Regions from separate parts of the Mus musculus genome. Here region 2 is linked to region 1. Evidence: chromatin contacts called from public promoter capture Hi-C data. All regions are on one chromosome and are shown on one strand. The core of a region is the stretch at or near the end of the contact, and the rest is flanking DNA. Distances in the headings are between cores, read along the strand shown.

Region 1 (4,746 bases), core at 859-3,358:
GGCTGGGCCCTCCCACATCAATCAGTAATTAGGAAAATGCCCCACAGGCTCACCTACAGCCCAATCTTAAGGAGGCATTTTCTTTTTTCTTTTTTTTTTTTAAACAATATCAGCCAGATATTGGTGGTGCACACACACTTTTATTTATTTATTTATTTATTTATTACATGTAAGTACACTGTAGCTGTCTTCAGACACACCAGAAGAGGGCATCAGATCTCATTATGGGTGGTTGTGAGCCACCATGTGGTTGCTGGGATTTGAACTTCAGACCTTCGGAAGAGCAGTCAGGTGCTCTTACCCACTGAGCCATCTCACCAGCCCCCAGGAGGCATTTTCTTAACTGAGACTCCTGTCTCTCTGATGACCCTAGCTTTTGTCAAATTGACATAAAACTCACCAGAACATCTACCAGGGTCCTCGAGCACTCTACAGCTGCTGGGTGAGAGCCTGGGGATGCTTTTCATTATCTTACCTCTGCAGTGATAAGGAGAATGAAACATTTTATAAAATGAGGGTTCCTTGATGAAGACTTATGGCTTCACTCATATGCCCAAACCAGGAGCATACGGTATCTCCTGCTATGGATGCCTTTAGTAACTAGATGGGAACATTCTCCTACAGGACAGAAAAGGCCTGAGAGAGTACAGGTACCAGTGACTGAAATCATCCCCAGGTTTGTTTTCTCATAGAACTCAGGATCACCAGCCTAGGGTAGCACCATCCACAGTGGGCCTGGCCCTTCTCCACCAATCACTAATTAAGAAAATGTTCAACAGGCTTACAAGCCCAATCACATGGAGGCTTTCTCAATCTTGGTTCCCTCCTCTCAGATAACTATGGCTTGTGCCAAATTGACAAAAAAACTAGCCAGCACAGACCTCTTCCTAAATGTCTCATCCTGTTGGTTTAGGACAGAAAAGCCTTATCTAATGAGTAATTTGGGGATTGAGAAGGCTTCCTTTCAGTAGCCTGTATCTTTCCAACGCTTTCAGTAAAGAACAGCAAGTGGCAGCCACCGGCTAGGAGAGAGGGGCCTAGAGCCTCTGCTTGTATGACTCTTGGCTCTAAGCTAAAAGAATTTCTTACATGCTTGCACCTCGGCCCACCTAGAACGCTGTGACCACATGCCTTTCCTCTTCCCCATAGGTGGCTTTGGGAATCCCGCCAACTGACTTCCAAGCTAACAGTTAGCGTGACCTGGTGTCATTACTGCAGGCTGAGCTCCCTAAAGTATACACATCTGCATCCGTTTGTTTCCAGGCTCCCTCATCATTAATGTGCTCTTTGATGTTTCCTTATAAGCTCTGAAAGTGAAGTCTGATTCTGCAGCTAAATTCCTGTAACGAATATGGCTAAATTACCTTCCAGGTCTGGATTTCAGTCACGCCCTCCAGAAAACTGAGATGTGTTCAATTTTATTTATTAAAGAAGTAGTTCCCAAATATTTTGCACTGGCCGGGCAATGAGGACCAGGCATTCAATGCCCCTAGAGTCGAGCTGGGGATCTAAAGGCAAGAAGCTCGCATTAAGCCACCTTGAATTGGACAGTGATAGAGTAAGTGCAGTTGAATCCAAGCACTAACAATGGTGTCTACCGAAAAGGATGCTGGTGGCTTGGGACCAAGCTCTGACATCCCTGAGCTACCAGTGATTTTCCAAAATTGGGTGACTGGTTCCGTGGGCTCCAGCTTCTCATGCAGGACGCGGGACTTGGACAAATGGAGTCTCCGGGTTTCGATGACAAGAGCCTCATAGGGCTGAAGGGCGCATTCTTCACCTGAGACAATGTGCTGGGTGATGCCCGCTGGACCACTCCCGCGCACCAAGCCTTCCAACGATGGCGTCTTTGCCGTCGCTGTGTGTGGCAACAGCGACACCACCTGGAGAGAGGTAACTCTAGCACGTGACTTTCCGCGGGCCTGAGTGCCGGTGCTGCTTCTTCTCAACATCCAGCTTTGCAGCCTGCGAGCTTCAAGCATGGCCAGACGAGTGAAGTCACACAGTGCGGGTCCGTGGACCCGCCCCTGGGGGTTAGGTTCCGCGCGACAGACACGGAGGACAGTGCCCAAAGCCATAAAGACTACTGCGCCTGCGCACTCTTACCTTTGAGCGAACTCGTCACCGCTTGAGAAATTTGTCCTAGACGACTTACCGTCTGTTTCCAAGACAACCGAGAGCCTCCTGGCAACAGCGCGCGGCCTGCGCCGGTCTCCCGGCCCATCAGTGCAATGGCTGCAGCAAGTCCCAGCGTCTTCCTGCTCATGATCACCGGGCAGGTAGAGAGCGCACAGGTAAGCAGTCGTGGACTCCGCCCGGGGACGGCCTGTTTCTCTCCCCGGGCTCTTCGCTCAGCTCCTAGAAAGCCAAGATGCTCTGAGCATCTCAAATAAATGGAAAGGAGAAGCAGCATTTGAGAACCTTGGCTCCAGGTAGATGAACCGGACAAGCTTGAGTGAAAACAGACCTCGAGGCGTTCAGCTGGTACCACTTGGATCCTGTTTACTTGGTTGAGTGGTGGCCTAGGACTAATGGGACTGAAGACTCAGCTGATCCATTTAACAGCTGGGAACTTACCGGAAGGCAGTGGCCAAGGTGGGATTTGACCCGGTCCGTCTAAGAGACAGAACTTTGCTACATTATTCTTCTGGGCTGCTTGTTGAAAATGCCCATTATTCCTACATATTCTGAGGTTTGGCTGACATGCTTTAGGTTCTGCCAAGTCTGAAGCTCAGTAGGTGTTCCTGCCTTCCCATTCATTGGTACTGCGTCCTCCCTGTTTTCCTCTATCCGATTAGAGGATGTCTGGGCTGCTTACTCTGGACACCTTCCTTGGCGTCTGCCCTGGGCCTTCCTTTCTCCGGGACCCTCAGTTTTAGCCATGTTCTTTGGCCCTGTAGCTTCTGGGTTTCACGTGAGCATCATTTCTGTAGAGCTAATTTGTGCCCAGCACTGGAGATGCGCTGAGGCATGAAACCTGTTCCTTCTTCAGTCTAACAGGGTTATCAGATAGACATTAGGTACCCACATGCAGAAATGCAGAGAAGTGAAGGGAGCCAAGCAATGATCCTTAAGCCAGCTAGAGACTGAAGGGGAACTCTGAAAGATGGGCAAGGGGCCTACCACATGTGGACTGAGAAAGACAAGACAGAAAGTAGACCCTGAGCAAAATAACCTACGGGTATTGGCAGTCTGGGACTAAGCCTGACTTCCTGATTTCCATTCCCTGCCCGCCCTGAAACCCATGTCCACCTCCTCAGTCCCAGATGCCTCGTGTTCCTAATTCCTGTCCACTGCATCTGCCTAGCTAATGTGTGGGCCCAGTTTGCCCTTTCTAGACAGAATCCTGTATACTTTTTCTCTCAGTTTCCAGAGTATGATGACCTCTACTGCAAGTACTGCTTTGTGTATGGCCAGGACTGGGCCCCAACAGCGGTAAGTTGGACTCATGGGCCTCCTCTGGTTAGAGCTTTGGTGATTCCTGAATCATACCCTTCTATTCGAGACCAAGAGGTAGACACTAAGGTCAGAGATGACCTAAACATTGCATTTGTTTTTGGGGGAAAGCTAGTTTATAGAATACAGTCACTACTGGGTTCGCTGGTGTACCCCTGGAGTCTGTTAGTGGCAGCTGAGAGGGACAAGTAGCAGCCTAACCAGGCAGGCTCTGGAGAACCACCTGCCAGTGGCTTTGGACAGCATCAGCCAATACCCCCACCTGAAAACAAAACATGGCCCCTTCTCAGGCAGCAGAAAACAACCAGGAGCCAGGACAAAATGAAGGATCTCTTCTTAAGGTTTTAAGGAGTCTTTTTACCACAGGAAGCGGCTGCAGTGCAGACCACTATGATACTATACAATAGTTTAAAAAGTGGAAGCCAAACAGGATAGCATATGCCTGTAATCCAGCACAGAAGGCTGAGGCAGGAGCATCTCTAGGAATTCAAGGTCAAGCTGGGCTACATATATAATACCAAACAAATGGAAAAAATAAAATTAAAGCCCGACTTCTTTGAGCCCAAGTTTCTTCATTTGTATCACGGACATGTTAATATTTTTTGGTTTTTCTAATGCTTTCAATATATATTAGAGATTAATTCCATTTTAAATTATGTGTGTGTATATATCTGTGTATGGGTATGAATGCAAGTGGCTATTGAGGCCACAGGTCAGATCCCCTAGAGCTGTAATTATAGGATGTTGTAAGCTGCCTTTGGGGCTGGAGAAATGACTGAACAGTTAGAATGGGTACTTTTGCAGAGGGCCCCAGTTTGATTCTCAGCACCCACATTGTGGCTCACAACCATCTGTAACTTCATGACTATTTGAGTCCTCTGGGAGTGACCAATGTCTGACAGAAGCCCCCATCTTGTAGAGACATCTGTTCTTGTTAAGGAGACACTAAGTTGGATACATTCTGGTCTGTTAGCCAAAGATGGGTGGAATGAAGAGGGAGTGGATCAGGAGCTAGAGTGTATGACTAACTGGGAGGGAAGAATCTAGACCAAGGCATTGTGGATAAATATTTAAAGGGAGAGTGGAAAGAAGCAACATAGAACTTAAGTGACCTCCCCAACTTGCCTACTTAGACAGAAAGGTCATGGGTTCCTGGAACTCAAACCAGCTATCTCTATATCTATGTCTATTCAGGGTCTGGAGGAGGGGATCTCACAGATAGCATCTAAGAGCCAAGATGTACGGCAAGCACTGGTGTGGAACTTCCCCATCGATGTGACCTTTAAAAGT
Region 2 (4,746 bases), core at 863-3,362, 260 kb after region 1:
AAAATTAGGTGCTTTGTGCTGCAGGCCTGGGTTTAATCACCAACACAATAAAAAGCACAGGCAGGTGGTGTCGGCACCTTTAATCCTACCACTTGGGAGGCAGAGGCAGGTAGATTTCTAAGTTGGAGGCCAGCCAGTTCTACAGAGCAAATTCCAGGACAGCCAGGTTTACGTAGAGAAACCCTGTCTTGAGAAACCAATAAATATACAAATAATTAGTTAATTAATTAAGAATAAATAGATAAAAAGGAGAAAATAAAAGTTGAGGCCTGGCCATGGTGGCATACACCTTTAATCCCAGAGGTTGGGAGGCAGAGGTAGGCAAATCTCTGAATTTGAGGCCAGCCTGGTCTACAAAGAGTTCCAAGATAGCCAGGGCTGTTACACAGAGAAACCTCCGTCTCCAAAATAAAATAAAGTAAAATAATTGAGAAACTGCAGGGCAGAGATAAAACCACATTACTCTTCCATATTCTGTGGTTACTGGCATTTTGCTTTCTTATGGCTAATGCTGTTCTGAGAGTTTTGATTTTTTGTTTTGTTTTTGTGACAACTTGGGAGAAGCAGGAAATAAATCTAAAACTATTTTAAATTTGGAGAAGTAACTTTTATTCATTTAATGTGTATGGGTGTTTTCTCTGCACACCGCGTGTGCCTGGTACTCTTGGAGACCAGCAGAGGGTGTCAGATTGGGTGGGTCTAGCATTAGAGGTGGTTGTAGGCTGTCACGTGGGTGGGTGCTGGAACTGACTCAGTCTTGAACAACTAGTATTCTTAACCAGCCAGTTCTCCAGCCCCCACACCTGGGGAAGCAGTTTTAATAGGAAAACAGGTTTGACATTACTTCCCAGACTTTAACGAAGTCATACGAGGTAACCTCTTCCTCATAACAGTGGCCCCTGAAGGACAGAGTGGGGTAGCAGTCTGATATGCAATACAGTTCCCTGCATACAACAATAGGTTGCGACTCTCAGTCATACAGAGCATGACTTGGCAACCTGATGAACTACAGGCAATAGAATCAAATACCCAGATTTTGAAATGTCTATTGCAAACATACCTTATCAGAAAAAAAGATACATACTAAATGCCAAAGAAAGAGCACAGAACTATGTTTTGGTGTTGTCAATTCTTGGAGCTTATCCCAAGTATAGAGCTATATTGTCAATGATAGAAAGTACAATTTAAAAACAAAACAAAACAAACAAACAAACAAACAAACAAAAAACCCCCAACAACTTTGTAGCCCTGTTTGCCAGGAACTCGCTCTGTGGACCATGAGCCCTCAAGATCCTTTCACCAGTCTCTGAGATTAAGGGGTGTGCCATCAAGCCCCACAAACTGCAAGATTATTTAAGAACAGAAACACTGGTTCTATGTTAAACCACAGAGTAGCTAATGAATATAATGTGCATATCTCTGCAAAAATTGGATAATAATGATACAAACTACAGCAGTTAAAAGACAAGAAAGGTTTCCTATAGTGGGGCTTAGGGGCACGCACCTATTTTATTTTTATTTGTGCATTTAAATTGTTAAGCACTAGGGCATGAGATGGGTCAATGGCAGGCCGCTTGCATTGCTTCACCTTGCATTCGACTCCAGAACCGCAAGAAAAAAAAAAAAAAAGAAAAAAAAAAAACATAAAACATTAGAACTCACACTTCCTCAGGCCTCAAAGCTCGGTTCAGTATTTTCGTATCCCTCACAAAAGCTAAACACCCAAACTCTGCCAATATCGATATAAGAAAAATAAATCCTTATCAATAATGTAACAGATTGAGGAAGAGATTTTTCTGCAGAGTATCTTATGCCGCTCCTCCTACGTCTGATTGGAGCCCAATCATCCACTAAGGCTGGTGGAGCCGAACACGGGGCCCCGGGCTCGCCCCGGAGCAACAAGGGCCATGGCTCCCGCCCGGCACCGCGCGAGCTCGCGGGGCCCGCCGTCCGCCCGCCGAGGCTCCCGCCCGCCTACCTGGTCCCGACCCCAGCCCGGCCCGCCGCAGCCTCGGCTGCCGAAGGAAGAGAGCACAGAGCTCCGCACGGCGTCTTACAGCAAAATGGCGACTCTAAGCGCGAGAAAGTCTTTCGAGACTGCGAGGCCAGGGGCGGGGCCTGAGGGCAACTGACTAGAGTGGGCGAGGCCGTCGAGGGGCGTGGTCTGGAGGAAGAGGGGCGGGGCAGAAAGTGGGGTAGAAGGCAATGCATTTGATGCTGTGGGCGTGGCCGCCAGAGTGGGCGGGAGGATGTTGTGTGGGCGTGGTCAGACTCGAGGAAAGTGGGGGAGAATTAGAGTGGGCGTGGTTGGAAGTGTGGTTAAAATTCATAGGTTCTGACTGGGTTCAAGTCTTTACTGTCCTGCAAGACTGAGCAAGTCACCTCTTTGACCTGAGTTCTTCTGAAAAAGAGATGACAGCAGTACCCCCATCTCCTGGGGTTGGGAGGAGTGAGTGAGAAATCTGCGAACCTCTTGGCATGGTTCTTAGCATACAGTCGATGAGCAGTTATCATTCATAATTATTCGCTTTGTTGTCCCTTCCTTCTTTTCAGTGGTTAAGAGTATATACTGCTTTTCCAGAGAAGCTGAGTTTGGTTCCCAGAACCAATGTCAGGCAGTTCACAACTGCCTGTAATTCTAGCTCCAAGTCTCCCTGATGTCTCTGGCCTCCTCAGCCACCTGCACTCATATAAACATAAACATATACAAATAATTAAACATTCTAAAAGTTAGTTTTTTAAAAAATTGTAGCTCTGGGTGACCTGGAACTCACAGAGATCCATCTGTCTCTGCCTCCTGAGTGTTAGGATTAAAAGGGTGGCCATCATTCCTAGCAAATTGGTTGCTGTTGATATATCATTGCTGAATTCTTTATACCTTGAAATATGGTGATCCCTATTTTTTAAGGGGCTACTTGGCCCTTCCTCTCTTTCTTTTTTTTTTAAATATTTATTTATTTATTATACAGTAAATACACTGTAGCTGTCTTCAGACACTCCAGAAGAGGGAGTCAGATCTCATTACAGATGGTTATGAGCCACCATGTGGTTGCTGGGATTTGAACTCTGGACCTTTGGAAGAGCAGTCGGGTGCTCTTACCCACTGAGCCATCTCACCAGCCCCCAGTGATCCCTATTTATAACATAACAAACATATAGTGCATGCCAGGTATCAAGGCATTATTTATTATTATCTATATTTTATATTAATATATATTAACAGTAACTTTCAGAAATGGGGTAAGACTTATCTCTATTTAATTGCTGTGGGTACTCAGATGCCAGTGACAAAGCAATAGATAGGCACCACCTGCAGTGCCTTGCTCCATGTGTATACTTAAAGGCTCTCATCCACTGCACTTCCAGTTCACAAGTGAGACAAGCAGACATTTATGGGAGGATGCACAGGTGGCTAGAATTAATTATCAGAAGGCTGAGGATGGTTAGAATTCATAGGAGGGCTTGTGGGTAGCTAGAATTCATGGGAAGTATGCACGAAAACTGAAAAGAAGCTGTGTCTGGCTGACTGATGACAATTTCAGTACTGTGGGGGAGATTGGGATGTTGCAGGTTCAGAGGCTAGTTTACCTTTTCTTGGATTAATTTTGGCCCTCTGGAACAGCCATTTCTTTTTTTTTTTTTTTTTTTTTTGGTTTTTCAAGACAGGGTTTCTCTGTATAGCCCTGACTGTCCTGAAACTCACTCTGTAGACCAGGCTGGCCTCGAACTCAGAAATTCGCCTGCCTCTGCCTCCTAAGTGCTGGGATTAAAGGCGTGCGCCACCACCGCCTGGCTTGAACAGCCATTTCTTGTCCACCTCTGTGTCGGAGCCAACATCTTGTGACTAATAGAAATAAGCCTTTTGAATCTATTAACTTACTTGATGGCAATCTTAGCTTTTGGATTGGTGGGAAGAGTGGTTAGCTACGAGAAGCCTCCCCCATCTCGCTGGGCCCGCCTCTCTGATACATCCACTTCTCTTAGTGTTCCTACCTTTCTAGTGTACCCATCTCTCTGACTCACCCAACAATGCTTTATTTATTTATTTATTTTTGGTTTTTGAGACAGGGTTTCTCTGTATAGCCCTGGCTGTCCTGAAACTCACTTTGTAGACCAGGCTGGCCTTGAACTCAGAAATCCGCCTGCCTCTGCCACGCCTCCCGAGTGCTGGGATTAAAGGAGTGTGCCACCACTGCCCGGCCCAACAGAGCACTTTAAACTTCATTTGATAACTTTCTTTGTTCTGTAAAACTATTTTTAAAAAATTCATGAACTCACTTCTACATTAGAACACAGAATTTAGAGAAACCCAAATCTGTGTTCCTGAGCCAAGGTCACTCAAAATGGCTCCAAAATAAACTACCTCTTATTCTTCTTAAGACGAAAGCTTGTGTGTGTGTGTGTGTGTGTGTGTGTGTACATGTACACAAAGCAGAGGAATAGAGTAGCCATCAGGTCTCTACTGACTAACGTTATTTTATAGGCAAAGAACATAAGCATTTGAAACTCTGAATTCTAAATTAGGTAAAGGTGATAACTTCACAAGTGAGTTTGATATTCTTGCTTTGCCTCACAGTTTTCCTGAGACATGTCTCTTCCACAACACTTTTTAAAAGTTGTACTCAAATGTATTCCTTAATTAGACATTAATTTTAAATAATTTTAACTATTAAGATCCTAATGTAGTTTACATCCTCCTCTTCCCTCTCCTCCCTCCAGACCCTATACACTCTGCCATGCTCTTTT

The links. Promoter capture Hi-C pulls out the DNA fragments that hold promoters and counts their contacts.
Region 2: a contact with region 1 is called in a promoter capture Hi-C map of second pharyngeal arch cranial neural crest. The contact joins the promoter of Prpsap2 here to the promoter of B9d1os in region 1. A contact is called at or near these places in 11 of 39 promoter capture datasets (the C10 cell line, cranial neural crest, frontonasal cranial neural crest and 8 more), 2 of 484 Hi-C or Micro-C datasets (CD4 T cells and embryonic stem cells), 5 of 115 datasets of contacts at active chromatin or transcription factors (CD8 T cells, effector CD8 T cells, extraembryonic endoderm stem cells and 2 more) and 3 of 9 other capture datasets (adipose tissue, liver and pancreatic islet).

The regions. Positions count from the first base shown.
Region 1 is chr11:61,502,978-61,507,723 of GRCm38.p6, forward strand. It overlaps B9d1os (a long non-coding RNA gene), which reads right to left and starts at 2,109. Exons shown (of 1, transcript XR_141098.4): 1 at 1,408-2,109. B9d1 (B9 protein domain 1) reads left to right here and starts at 2,167. Exons shown (of 7, transcript NM_013717.3): 1 at 2,167-2,294; 2 at 3,367-3,435; 3 at 4,651-4,746. The coding sequence starts at 2,232.
Region 2 is chr11:61,759,976-61,764,721 of GRCm38.p6, forward strand. Prpsap2 (phosphoribosyl pyrophosphate synthetase-associated protein 2) reads right to left here and starts at 2,113. Exons shown (of 12, transcript NM_144806.2): 1 at 1,979-2,113.